2 separate regions of the Mus musculus genome follow, and region 1 is linked to region 2. Evidence: chromatin contacts called from public Hi-C data. All regions are on one chromosome and are shown on one strand. Each heading gives the region's core, a stretch centred on a gene start, on an enhancer-like site or on the middle of the called end of the contact. The rest is flanking DNA. Distances are from core to core; before and after follow the strand shown.

Evidence for each region. Hi-C and Micro-C count contacts between places; a contact is called where the count stands out from the background.
Region 1: a contact with region 2 is called in a Hi-C map of tail fibroblasts, with 2.8 times the contacts expected there. The contact joins two enhancer-like sites. A contact is called at or near these places in 1 of 39 promoter capture datasets (liver), 4 of 484 Hi-C or Micro-C datasets (the C2C12 cell line, bone marrow-derived macrophages, embryonic fibroblasts and 1 more) and 2 of 115 datasets of contacts at active chromatin or transcription factors (CD8 T cells and embryonic stem cells).

What each region holds. Positions count from the first base shown.
Region 1 is chrX:19,154,826-19,161,972 of GRCm38.p6, forward strand. It overlaps Gm14636 (predicted gene 14636), which reads right to left. Exons shown (of 5, transcript NR_168020.1): 5 at 1,646-4,104. Among named protein-coding and RNA genes, the nearest start is that of Mir222, 11 kb to the left of the region's middle. Within about 2 kb of position 2,791, at least 86 of the 459 cell types and tissues checked have an H3K27ac peak or open chromatin away from gene starts, as enhancers often do. A contact at or near this core is called in the C2C12 cell line, bone marrow-derived macrophages, embryonic fibroblasts and 1 more, where this site is marked.
Region 2 is chrX:19,077,707-19,084,954 of GRCm38.p6, forward strand. No RefSeq gene overlaps it. Among named protein-coding and RNA genes, the nearest start is that of Mir221, 65 kb to the right of the region's middle. Within about 2 kb of position 2,550, at least 26 of the 459 cell types and tissues checked have an H3K27ac peak or open chromatin away from gene starts, as enhancers often do. A contact at or near this core is called in the C2C12 cell line, bone marrow-derived macrophages, embryonic fibroblasts and 1 more, where this site is marked.

The sequences.
Region 1 (7,147 bases), core at 1,541-4,040, 77 kb after region 2:
GACAGGCAGACTATTTTTTTTCCTCTCAGAGTCTTAAATTTGCTTGCCCACAGAACTCTTCATATACTCCCTCAATACATGTTTGTTAAGTACCATCTCAGAGTACTGGAGGCTATACTTGGTCCCTGTATAGTTTATCACATGAGCATCAACAAGTTTGGGTAGCAAATTATGTAAGAAGTTCTCTGGAGGCAATTTCCTCAAAACCAAATAGGAGAAAAACTAAAAGAGATAGTGAGGGACACTGAAAGTGACAGGTACCTGAAGAAGAAATATGCTATCAACATACGCCAGGTGAGAAAGGAGTATACCAATACATGGACCAATTTTCCAGGAGAAAAACTCAACAGTACCTGCCTTCACCTATGGCTTTGTGAGTCATTGTCAGCCAATTATTTATTATTTAGTATCCCTTTAGAAAGAGCTAGAAATAATTACAGGATTTTATTCACTGTGTTATATTCCAGTTTTGAATAAAGCCATAGGGTACCACATGGAATTAGACTACCATTTCAATGTCCCTCACTTTCAATGTCCCAGAGGGTCCACTCTAGTCTCTACTCAGTACTGTTCCAGTAATACAGACTGATGTGGATAATTACACAGGCAATGCTGATGTACATAGAGCTGGGCTTTCTCTGAGTCTCTGAATCTTATAAGAACCTTTGAAAACTAAGCACTTGTGGTATTATCTGTTTATAGATGGGGAAACTGAGGCTTACATGGGGGTCTTTTTTTAGGGTTTTACATATATAAAAAGAACTCTTAAAGATCAGTGAGCTAAGAGTCTTGGTCAAATAGTCACTGATACAAGTTTGGGAAAGTAGCAAGGTGTATGTAGCAAGTAGCTAGAGAGAATGGAGACAATTCTGACCAGAGAAAGAAACACAAGGGTTCCTGTGATTCAGGAAACAGCTTGGCCTTTCTGAGCCCCTTTACTCTTCAAACAAAAGGAAACAATTCTGATCCATGTGAGCAAGGAAAGGCTTGTACACAATGAGATAGGTACCATATAACCTCAGGCTAGCTTCAGAAGCTGCAGCCTTGCTGCATGCAAGCCCTACAGTGGTGGCTAAGTTCATGTTTATAAAGCCAGCAGATGGCTGTCCCACCAGTGTTGGGGGAAAGAAACACTTCCTGAAAATGAATTTAAATGACAAGGAGTAGTGAGAGATAGGACAGTTACAGATTATATTCACTGTTCAACTTTGGTTGGTCTTCTACACTAGAAGTTCGGTATTTCAATACTCAAACCATTAAAACTCTAACAAGTTTTACTTTCCAAAGACAGGATAATCTTGATTTTGCCAAATAGGGACATTTTCAAACCCTCTATCTACTGTAACAATGATATCTTGTTTTCTTCCGATTTTTCTAAAACTGAGAAATAACCAACTCACAATAAACCACACATAATTAAATTAGATGATTGGGAAGTTTGCAAAACAGAATCACCCATGAAACATCGACATAAATAATAAAGTGAAATTATTGACTAGATATGCTTTCCTTTTGCCCTTTTGCAACCCTGACCTCTTGCTACCCACCCCTCTGTTTGCCACTTCATACAATCACTCCTGCAATTTCCACAAAGCGTTTCTAGAAATTGATGTAAGCAGAATTACATAGAGTATCTTCTCATAAGTAAGGGCTCTTCCTTTTATTTAAAGTAGTAACATATTACATTACTGAGCAGTATCCATTGAGGTACACTGTTGATTTGTTCACCCATTAACTTGCAGTTGGACATTTGTGCTTTTCTAGTTTTTGACTATAACTAATAAAATTGCTATGGGCATTCACATACAACATTGCTTTCTTGTCTCTCTAAATAGGACATCTGGGTCACATGGTAAGTATGTGTCTGACATTTTATGAAATTGCTAAATTGTCTTCTAAATTGTTTCTACCATTTCACATTTCTTCCTAAATGTCACCGAGAGCCCCAAATCTCTGCATCTTCAACTTCTACTTGCTGGTCAGTCTTTTTACATTTCAGCCATTCAAACAGTATGTAGTTATTACTTATATTTCCCCAATGAATAATGATGTAGAACACCTTCATGCACTTATCTCCAATATGGGTATCTTCTTCTGTGAAGGATCTGTGGAGACCCTTTGCTCATGTTTTAATCTTGCTTTTTTTTTTATTATTGAAAATGTCATCAGCTTTCATGAATGGTTGAAGACCAGCTCAATCAGATTTTACAGAACTTATGGTACACAAGTAAGTAAATAGCCACAAAAGATTTTTCTAAAGCCCATGCTAAGCTAAAATATTCTGTTGTTGATGAGCTTGAAACATCTTCAAAGCTTGAAAAGAATTTAATTATTTATATGACCAACGCTGAAAGATCCAGAACATAATTAGGAAATGAGGTAATCCTATGTACTACATGATATCTAAAAGTGCCCCTTGGTTATTCCTCAGAAAAATTACCCACTTTTCATCCATAAGTCATACTTCAAGTCATCTACTAATCATACTCTAGTCTCACTGATTCTAGTTTATAAAAATAATTAATAATTTTTCAAATTCAGACCAACATCCAAAAGTAAATAAGGTTAAAACCTGTGTCACATTGTTTTTCAAATGGTGGCAAATAAAATGTGACCTGCAAACAAGAACAAGACTTTCCATTGAAGATGTGCTAGGAGCAGATAAATTCGTGTATGGCTCTAGGCATTGCTCTAAGAGAAAATAGGCCTTGGTTCTGTTGTATGGCACCATCCGGTCAGAGCTCAATTGTTACAGTTGATGTGGGTTTCCTTTTAGATGCCTGGAAAATGACTCTGCTGACCACATCCACATTCTGAAATACTTTTTGAGAACTTGTAACCAAACTGTAGGAACTGACTCATTTTGCAGTGCCCAGCCACCACACAATTGTTTCGAAGAGACTCAATTCAAAGGCAGAAATAGAATGCAGGCAGAAAGTTGTCTGGATTTACATGGCAGGAGAGGGAAATTTCAGGGAACATACAAGAAGGACCAAGGACAGGAGATTAGGCCTCGGAGGAAGGAGTGAGCACAACACAATGCTTACAGACAATGTGTGCTGTTGTCTTCAAGACAAGAAGGTAGCTCTCTATTTCTAGAAGTAGATTCAGTAGAGAGATGTACGCAGGATGATTCATACAAAATGGTGCCTTAAAAGGCCATTCTTGAATTCCTCACTCTCCTCAGTTACTCAGCAAAGTGGTGCTCAGTTCTAAGCAGTCACTTGATTCATAGGATGGAAGCAGGGGTGGGGCAGCATGTCCCAGCCACCAGGGAGAATAAAGGGCTGACACCTGGGCTTGAAAGCAACGGGTTCTTCACTCCCCTAGGACTTCCCTACTTCCTACATGTCCATTTCTTCATCTTCCTTTTGGTTCCCTATGCAACTCATCCAAGGAAATAAATGTGCTCATTAAGTCCTAAGCATCCCCATTTCCACACTGGGATCCTGAGCCAGGGCAGGGAAGGATGAAAGGCAGCAATTGTGTCCTTTCTCCCCCACGCCACACTGTTCTCAAAGTATTCGTTTCTCCTTACCCACAAGTGAAACAGATTAGTCCATTTCAGCCTGAAGCAATGATGCTATCCCTCCCAGCTGAACCAAACCAAAATGACAAAAGAAGTAACTCTTTTATGCAGATGGGACTCTTGCTAAACAAGAATATAAAGGTTAACAGGAATACATCACTAGCTAGTCAGGCCAGATGATATAGAGTTTGGACAAGGGTTCAGATATCATGAAATAACATCCACTCAGGTAAGATCTATGAATATCAAGCTCCATTTGTTGTCAGGCTAGATCTAGTCTAGTTGTCTATATAATGGTGTGTATATGTTTTATGTCTGTTCTTACCCATGCCATGTCACTTAAAATGCAAACTCCCAGATGGCAGTAACTATATATACTTTATGCACAAATCAACGCTTTCAGTATCAGATTACAAAAAAAAAAAGCAAAACAAAAACAATTAGGAATGGCAAGTACTTACTTTTCAAAACAACTTTAAGAGAAAAGATATATGAATTCACATCCTTCCCAAGTGATTTTATTTTCTTAGGTTCCATTTTTGTCTCCAGTTGTAGTCAGTATGCTTTAACAATTCCTAAATTGTGAGAAACATAATTATGTTTAAATACATATGTTTAAATACACACACACACACACACACACACACACACACACACACACACACATATATATATATATATATATATATATATATTAGAGAGAACTGAATATAGAACATAATGAAAAACCTAAGCTGATTCAAGTTATAAACAAAATGCTCAAAGACATGCTGCATGAGAAGAGAATTACAGGTAAACATAACTAAAAACATGGCACCATTAAATAGTCAAGCTCTTCACCTCTCTGAATACACAGGAGAGGAAGAACTACCTACATTGAGCTCCTTTGTCTTTGTTTACTAGAAGCTTCATAATAATCATCATAACTAGAATCATGAAACCATCACTTTACCAAAGGAAAGCCTCCTACAATTTGTACCCACCCTGGGTTTATACAGTGTAATGGGGGTTTGCCTCTTTAGATTACCTATCACACATATCCTTGGAAATATCCCTCTTCTTCTAGTTAGTAACTACCGCCTACCTTCTAGAAGCATTTTACTATGGAAAGCAGATTCCTAAATAATCCATCTTCATGTGTCCATTGCAGTTCTCTTTCTTCTGAGAATTCTTTTTATTTAAACTATTTTCTAAAGATATCTTTAGGGAGGCTTCTGTTAACATTTACTTTTCTGTATAGAAATGATTTGAAAGTTTAAGTGGTATGAAATCATATTTATAATTTAGCCATAAAAGAAGGAAGTCAGTGTATCCATCCAGCCATTTTTGCTGCATAGATTTCCCTCACAAGTCTTTTTTTCTCCATTTAAGCAAGGAATCTGATTGACAGAAAATGTTTAAATATTGTGTGTCTGTCTGTGAGAGGTATAGTGGCTCCCGAATGACAAGTATCAAACAAAAAACCTTTACTGAGGGAAAAGGGACAAAGTAAGTTTATAGCTTACAGCTACTCCTCTCTCCAACCCCATTTTATAGACTATTAGTCGATCCCTTTCTTTCTGTCTTTCTTCTGTCTCCAGGAAGAGCTTGAATAAGAGAAAATAAGGATGAATGAATGAACAGAAAAAATGATGGAATGAAGGGAAGCCTTATTAGCATGTCCTCTTAGAGGTAGGATCAGTTCAAGAACAATGAAACATTTTAGAGATTTCCAAGTCCTTTAAATCCATGGCCTTGGGTGGGCTGCCTTCACCTGCCTTCTACACTGAATTCTTAGCATTTACAGAGAGAGGAAGTTATCAACCTTCCAGCTGCATTTCCATAATATGAAACTAAACTCCTGGAACAAACAGAAAGTTTTGTTTTTTCATGGGCACTGGTGGTTGCTTCTAAGCTGTTCCTATAGAAAGCCTTCAGAACTAGATGGAGGCAAAGGAAACATATATTCATAAACATATATTCATAAATACAGATCCCCTACTCCCTGTACCTTTCTGCCAAAAGTTCACCCAACGATTGAAGTGCTCATATACTTCTTCCCTCCACCCCCACCTTCAAGTGAAAACTTGAGAGGAAAAAATAGGGGAAGTTAGATGAGTAAATTCATTAGTGCTTTAGATCAACTGAAAACAAGGAATTCCCCCTCCTGGATTTCAGTGGCCTAATTCAAACTCATAAAATACCAGTGACTAAGACGGTTCCCACTGATTTGTGAAATAAGAAGCAGAAAAAGTCAAATGTGTATTTAAGTATTGACATGCCCGGGTCTGTAAGATGTTACACTTTCTACAACAGAATTGAGATGATCACTACTGAAACTTTTGGCTTCAGCCAACTTTTACTCTGCCTTTGGACCCAAATTACTCCCATCTGTTCTGCCAACAGCCTATTTGGATTCAGATTTTGTTTCTACAACAGACAAGTGGCCCAAAGTAAGTCCCTCTGTTTCTCTGTGCTTTAGGACTCTTATCTATGAAATAGACACAAAACAATAGTACCAACAGCTTGATATGAGGATCCCACAGATCAATGTCATTTGACTACCTACAATAGCAGCTACCCAAAACACACTAAATGTACAATGAATGGTAGTCAATTTTTTTCTTTTTTCTTTTTTGTTATTTTAGTTAATCTGCTATGCCAACAGTCATATACATTTTACCACAAACACATAGACCTGGAACTAAGCTGAAAGTGTTTGCAGAATACAAGTGACTAGAGAACCATTACTCCAGGTTCCCTAATGTACTTTTTATGCAGGTCCAAGTATAAGGTGACATAACTCACTATCCAGGCTCTGTGATTTAGAGAAACTAACAGACTCATTCGACTACCAAGGGGCAAAGTAAACTGAAAACACAAGCACACTTGTTCCACAAGCCTGGGCCTCTTACAAAATAAATAGTTCAGATTTGGAGATGATTTTGTATGCAGGTATTCAGAACTATGAATGCAAGCAGCAAAGCATGGCTACCCATTTTCTTAGTTAAGAACTCTAGTGTTTTGTGTGTGTGTGTGTTGTGGGGGGTACCAATGGATTATCTTTTTTAAAAAAATATTTTATCCATTTTTAAAAATGTTGAAAGCAGAAAAATCTCAATAACATTAAAAGCAAGGTCAAAGTCTCGAGAAGAACACATAGTTACTTCAGGAAATCAATTTTTTTTTTCATGGAAATAAGGGGATATGCTTTAAAATGAAACCTTAGCCTGGCCTTCATTAGAGACATTTCCACCCTGTACCTCAGAAGAGCTACATTTTACATATAGAGTTATCACTATATTTAGATTAATATTTTAAAGTGATTTTAAACAAAATAGGTGCTACTTAGAATAGCTATTTACAATAGCCAAGAAAAGCAAATGTTTTGACTCTTATGCTGACTTACAAAGCTATCAAATTCAACTTTTGTATGCATCAAATGTGTTCCTTCAGAAAAACTAAAGGAAATGAGCAGTAGGAGTGTATTTACATAACATAGTTTACAGTTAACAGCACGTGTACTATGCTTTATATCTTAAATTTGCCTAAATACTTTAGAGTGTATAATAAATGTATAGTAAATGGGGAGTAAGTAAGAGAAGAAGTTACAGCTTAGAACCCTAAGAAGCTGAGCTA
Region 2 (7,248 bases), core at 1,300-3,799:
CCTACAGAACCTAGTTCAAGTGAAAAAGGAAAAAGTTATAGCTCAAGTAGTGGTGGGAAAAGGCAAGAAGAGCAGGAGGTAGCTTTGAGTTGTACTCAGCTTACAGCCAAGGAAGAGAAGAATAGTCTAGAAGAAGGAAAGCCCTTAAAACATATATGGTAAAATGCAGAGCATTATGGCTTTTCCTCCCACCTAGCACTTAATGGCACTAAATCTTTTCTGAGACTCTACTGTCCTGGTCTTCCTTCTAGCAATCATCACACTGGAGTTCAGGCTGGGATTTCCCAAGTCCATAATTTATTGGGACAATCTAGAGACTTAAAACTAGTCCTCCATATTAAATATCTTGTTGTTTTCTATTTCTTTGTCTATGCACCATACTTTCTGTGGTGCTACCAGGATATCTCAGAAGTAAAAATTGTGTGGTCTGCTAAGTATTTAGAAGTTGTATGGGACAAAATGTCACCTCCATAGTCCCAGCCAGGGACATATCCTGGCTCCATTTTAAGCCTGTACTAGAGAGAAAAATTTAAAAGTTCTTTTGAATCCTGATGGTGATAATGTCTTTTTATATCTGCATAAGGTCAGAAGAAATGGTTTGTAATAGAAGCAAGACTACGGAGCTTGTTATCCTTTTCTGTCCCAAATGGACATGGAGGCCACAGTGTGTGAGTGTGTGCATGTATCTGTGTGTGTATGTCCCCATCCTAAATTTTTCAAAGTGAAGCATACATTCTTCTTTCTTCTTTCTTCCTATGAACATATATGTTCCTAAGGTCTTTCCAGTTTAACTTCCCCAGACAGAATTTCCAAGAGCAATAAGAGCAAGTGGTTAATTTTGAGGAAAACCAAGCACAAGAAACAGCCATGCTAACAACCCCCTCATAGCCTTCAAGATACAGTAGAGATTAGAAGTAGTAGCCCCTGAAATGATAATTTGAAAGTTTTTCTTTACTCTCTGATTCTAATGTGAAATCACCCTTTAATGATTTTATCTCAACTATCATGATAGTTTCCAACTAGTCCTAGAAACACATCCCATCTTGGTATCTTGCCTCTATTTCTTCTATGTGTCTCATACCTTTATTGGTTAATTTTCTCATTGCAATGACATAATGCCTGACAGAAGCTAAGGAAGGAGAAAGGATTTACATTAGCTCAGTTCAGGGAAGACAGATGTGATGGTTAATATTGATTATCAACTTGATAGAATCTACACTCACCTAGGAGACAAGCCTCTGTGCATGCCTATGAGGAATTGGCAATACCTATGATGGATTAACTTGATTACATTAACAGAAGAGGGATGACCCGATCATAGAAGTGGGCCTGGCTTGGGCTACCTACAAAAGAAAGAGGAGACACACACACAAACACACACACACACACACACACACACACACACACAGAGAGAGAGAGAGAGAGAGAGAGAGAGAGAGAGAGAGAGAGAGAGAGAGAAACAGACAGAGACAGATACAGAGAGACAGAGAGAGAGAGACCAAGACAGTTGAACACAAGCATTCCTTTACTCCAATGCAACTAACTACTTCAAGCTCCTGCTACCATTTCTTCTCCACTATGATGGACTGCACTCTCACACTAACTGCAACTAAAATAAGCCTTTTCTCTCTTATGTTGCTTCTGTCACAGTATTTTATCACAAACACAAGGAAAATGATAAAAACTACAGTTTCTCATTGTTGAGATGCATTTTTCATTCCTTGGCAGGTCAGAAAGCAGAAAACTTAGCCAGGAGCAACTATGACACCTTCAAGACTTGCCCATAGTAACCAGCTCTGCTAGCCAGGCCATATGGCCTAAGGATTCCACAAACTCCCCAAATAGTATCAGCATCTTGGCACCAACTCTTCAAACACAGGAGCCCATTAGGGACATTTCATATGCAAACCATAATACTACCCCCAAACAGTGTCCTGCTTCCACTGATCCTCAAATCAGTATTTCTCTTCATCCTCAAGATCTCGGTCATAGCTATAATTCTCTGAAATAGTATGTACAGCATTTGTGAGTACTTTGAAGCTTCACTGAGCCTTTGCATAAGAAAACCAAATCTTGCTGCCATGAGTAATTTAAGAATGTGGAAGGATTTTTCTCAAGTACATATGGCCACAAACAAAACACTGATGTTTATTAAGAAGCTTAGCTGCCAATAATACTTTAAGTTTCAGACACTATAATTTAACTTCATCCTTGTTCATTTTATTAATAGATTTTCTAGCAGTGTCCTCCCTCTTTCTCTTAACCACTTTATTTTATCTTTTTCAAAACATATATATTAATTATAATCTCCAGGCTTGAAAAGTGGATTAGAATACTTCAACTCTTAAATTACTTACTGTTCTTTTAGGGAAATAATTAGGATGTCTACATCTGCAGCCATCTTAGAGAACGGCACAGTTATGAAGGCAGGCATTAAATTAAATTCCATTGTGATTCTAAATTAAATTGTCGGAGAACTCACTTCCTGGACAGCTCTGATTCAGTCCTCTGAAATGTCACACACTGTGACTCATGTTTCCTTCTGGAAATAACAAAAGTTCCTGACCACCCTGATCTATGCTGCCTGCTTTTGGCCTTCCATGCTCTTAGGAAGGGTTCTGTGTTACATTTTTTCTGTGGTGGGCAAGGAAGCCCATTTTTTTTTTTTGTTTTTTTCTTTTCTTTTGCTTTTTTAAAAAATGATGTTTTATTTAAAAGGTTAGATTTTACCAACAAAACAACAAACAACAAGCAAAAAGAGAAGTTTCACCTCCACCCCACCTATATTGTTTTGTTTTTAAATTGGATATTTTCTTTATTTACATTTCAAATGTTTTTCCCTTTCCAGGGCTCCCCTTTGGAAACCTCCTATTCCATCTGCCCTCACCCTGCCTCTATGAGGGTGCCCCCCGCCCCCACTGCCATCTTCCTGCCCTGGTGCTAGCCACATATGTGGCAGGAGATGGCTTTGTTGGACATTAGTGGGAAGAGAGGCTCTTGGGCCTGAAGGTGTTCAATCTTCTGGTTTTTTCAATATGAGAAACACACATGAATGAACACACACACTAAAGAATGGCACACTAAAATTTAATACCAGGCAAACTATCCCTATCCTCTGAACCTCTAGAAAATGAATAAATGATGTCTGAGACATGTAAACACAAGAGGAAACTGACTTTTTAACCATTTATGCTCCAGAGATTTTTATATTCAATTTCCTGAATATAAAATGTGAAGTAACTTTATCAAGCTAATTTTATTTGCTGTTGTTGTTATTGTTCAAGGCGGTCTTAAAGGGTCAAGATTTTGCAGATAAAAGAGAATTAGCACTGAGAAGTATGAATACATTTCCCAGGAGATTGTATTTCCTGATCCCTGAAGAGATGGTCACAGTAAGAACTGTGTTGACAGAGACCTGAAAGGGAGAAGCAGGAAATCACGAGTTCAAAACCAATCTCAGCTACACAGTGAGTTTGAGGCTAAATATGTAAATATGTAAAACTCTGTGTGGGAGAGGGAGAGGGAGAGGGAGAGGGAGAGGGAGAGGGAGAGGGAGAGGGAGAGGGAGAGGGAGAGGGAGAGGGAGAGGGAGAGGGAGAGGGAGAGAGGGAGAGGGAGAGAGGGAGAGGGAGAGAGGGAGAGGGAGAGAGGGAGAGAGGGAGAGAGGGAGAGAGGGAGACGGAGAGGGAGAGGGAGAGGGGGAGGGGGAGGGAGAGGGAGAGGGAGAGGGAGAGGGAGAGGGAGAGGGAGAGGGAGATCTCCAATTGCAATTGTCAAAACAATTTTGCTTTACTGAAATCTGTTTTAGGCTGTCCCACAGCAGTCTCACATTCAAAAATGTGCCAATCTCTATGTTATCATGTATAAATAAGCCAGCACTTGTCTTGAAATAGTATTTGCTGGTGTGAAGGGAAAAGTTCAGAGTGAAGATTTATGCCCATGTGAAGATTAAACATTTATTCTCAGAATAAGAATTTTGACACTATTACTGAGGCTATGGAACACCCACAGAAAGGGACCTATCATGACTGCCTTCCAAAAGACCCAACAAGCAGCTGAGTCAGATGTAGGTATTTGCACCCAACCAATGGACAGAAGCTGCTGATCCCTATGGTTGAATTAGGGAAAAGCTGGAAGAAGCTGAGGAGGAGGGCGACCCTGTACAAGGACCAGCAGTCTCAATTAATTGGACCCCCAAGATCTCTCAGACACTGGACCAACAACCAGGCAGCATATACCAGCTGATTTATAAGGACCCCATCACATATACAGCAGATGACTGGTCTGGGTTCAGTAAGAGAAGATGCACCTAACCCTCAAGAAAATGGATGCCACAGGGAGTTTAGAGGTCTGGTGGGGTTGGTGGTAGGTGGTGAAAACATCCTTGTGGAGACAGAGGGCCAGAGAGAGGTATGGGATGTGGAACAGTCAGAGGGGTGGATAGGGAGGGGAGTAAAATCTGGAGTGTAAAATTAATTAATTAATTAATTAAGAAGAATTTTGATACCAGCCTGCTATCTATGTCTCTCTCAATTCTAAGTCTGCAGCCATCAATTCCACTCCAAAACCAGCTTCCTCACACTTTATAGTGATAGCATGGAGCATGGATGAAAGAGTTACATAGAAAACTTCTGTGAGAACCCTGTACCTCTCCACCCTACCCTGCCAAAGTAACAACTCAGACAGAAGCCATCAAAGAGAAACCTTAAAACCTATAAGAAGGATACCACAATTGGTGGTTTCTGGTGTGGATGCAGGTGGGGCTAGCTATTAATTTCACCATGCTTCAGTGAGCATATGGGCAACATAAATTAGACTTTGGTTTGTCTGCTTCTTCTCCTCCTCCTTGTCCTCCTTCCCCTCCTTCTTTTTCTTGTTTGGGGAGTGGCACAAGAATAAAGTGACAGACCTGGGAGGACTGGAAAAAGAATGTGATCAGAGATCATGATGTGAAATTCCTAAATAATCAATAAAAATATTATGGGAAAATAATTTTGATACAAGGTCTGGAAAAATTGTTCAATCATCAAAGCACTTGTTTTGCTAAAATGAGATCCTGAACTCACTCCTCAGAATCCTCATTTCAAAGGCCAGACACCAAGTCGGGCAATGATGTCACACACATTTAATCCCAGAACTTGAGTGGCAGAAGAGGTAGGCAGATCTTTGAGTTCAAGTCTGGTCTGCCAGCCTAGCTCAAATTAGCAAGCCCCCAGCTAATGAGATGACCTGCTTCGATAAGAAAAAAAAAAGGTAGCTCTTATGTTGCTGTGATAAAATACCATGACCAAAAGCAACTTGGAGGAAAAAAAAAGCCTTATTTGGCATAAGTATTCCAGATTCATCATTTAGATAAGTCAGAACAAGAACTCAAATAGGAACAGAGGTAGAAACCACAAAGAAATGCTGCTCAATGGCTTGTTTTCCATGATTTATTCAGCTTGCTTTCTTATACATTCCAGGATCACCTGTCCAGAAGTGGCACTACACATCGTGATCTGAGCCCTTCCACATCAATCATTAATCAAGAAAGTACACCACAGTCTCAATCATGGATCAATATATAGAGCTGATTTCCCATTTGAGGTTCTTTCTTTCTAGGTAACTCTAGCTTGTGTAAAGCTAACAAAAATTAACAAGCACAGCAGAACTATACCAGAAATCATCATCCTCTTGTGTGTATTCTCTCTCTCTCTCTCTCTCTCTCTCTCTCTCTCTCTCTCTCTCTCTCTCTCTCTCTCTCTCTCTCTCTCTCTCTCCCCGTCTCCCTCTCCCTCTCCCTCTCCCTCTCCCTCTCCCTCTCCCTCTCCCTCTCCCTCTCCCTCTCCCTCTCCCTCTCCCTCTCCCTCTCCCTCTCCCTCTCCCTCTCCCTCTCCCTCATGCATGGACACCAGCATACACAAACACGCACATGTGCGTACATGTATACTGTCCCACACAGAGAGAAAAAAGGATTTTAAAATCAGAAAGTAAAGAATAAGTTTCTATTTTTGCAGCTATAATAACTTAAAATTAGATGCATCTTTTATATCATGTACACAAAAATAAAAATAAAATATGGCACAAATATATTTTAATACACTTTATGTTTGTTATTCATTGGCATGGTTGACATCAACACTGTCTTATGCCCTTTATTTCCCTTCTTTCATCACACAAAGCTCCAAACCTAAGTTCTTGCCTACATTTAGCACTGGGTTATTTTAGCTAATAATTTAACTTACAATGTGAGAGTTTCTCATTTGAAATTCGATGGTCCTGAGTTTTTGTCTGCCCTCCACAGGGTTTCTCTTCTCTTCAAAGAAAACCACAAGAAAGTGGGTATCTATGGCCCACCAGTGCTGTGCACTGGAGAGCAGGTCTGTTGATAGTATGGCAATCCACAGGTCTCTGACTGTCTTCATCCTGTGCTGTGCTGCCTGGATTAGATTTAATTTGATTTTTATGACTCCTTGGCATAGGGCAGCTTTGGCCACAACTCCAGGCATCAAGCTAGGATAAACAAATGACTGCCATCTTCTCTGCCCCTGAATGATATAGGAACACCACAAGGCAACTCTGCCCATTGCCGGGGTGTGCTTAAATATTTAATTTTTATTTTTATTTTATGTGCATTGGTGTTTTGCCTGTACATTTGTATGGGAAAGAGGGTAGAAGATCCTGGAACTGGAGTTACAGATAGCTGTTAGCTGCTATATAAAAGCTGGGACCCAAACCTGGTCCTCTGAAAGAGCAGCCAGTGCTCTTAATATCTGAGATATTGTTCTAGCCCTTCTGTTGTGTTTTTTTAAGTATAGGTATATCTATGTGTCAGGGTGGGTATAGATGTGTGTGACTTTCCTCAGAGGTCTGCAGAGAGTGCGGTGTCCCCTGGATACCATTTACAGGCCACAGCCATTTACAGAACAAGAAGTACTTTTATCCACTAAGTCACCTCTCCATCCCCCATTTGTATTTTTGATTAGGGAAGCAGAGGAACCCACAGTAACTTCCTATTAGGCAACAATGGCTTCTAAAATTTCACTAGTAATCATTCATTTTTTAGGTTTCTAAAGATTCTGGAATTTTATTCTACTTAAACATAATTTAAGTACTTATAAGGAAAAAGGAACCCACAACATGGCTTTGAAGAAATGAGATGAAGAGGAAAAAGATCTGGGACGTATAAAGAGACATCAGAGAGAGAGACTAAACAATTAATGAGGAGAAGGGAAATGAATTTCAATATAGATATTTTTATACAAAACA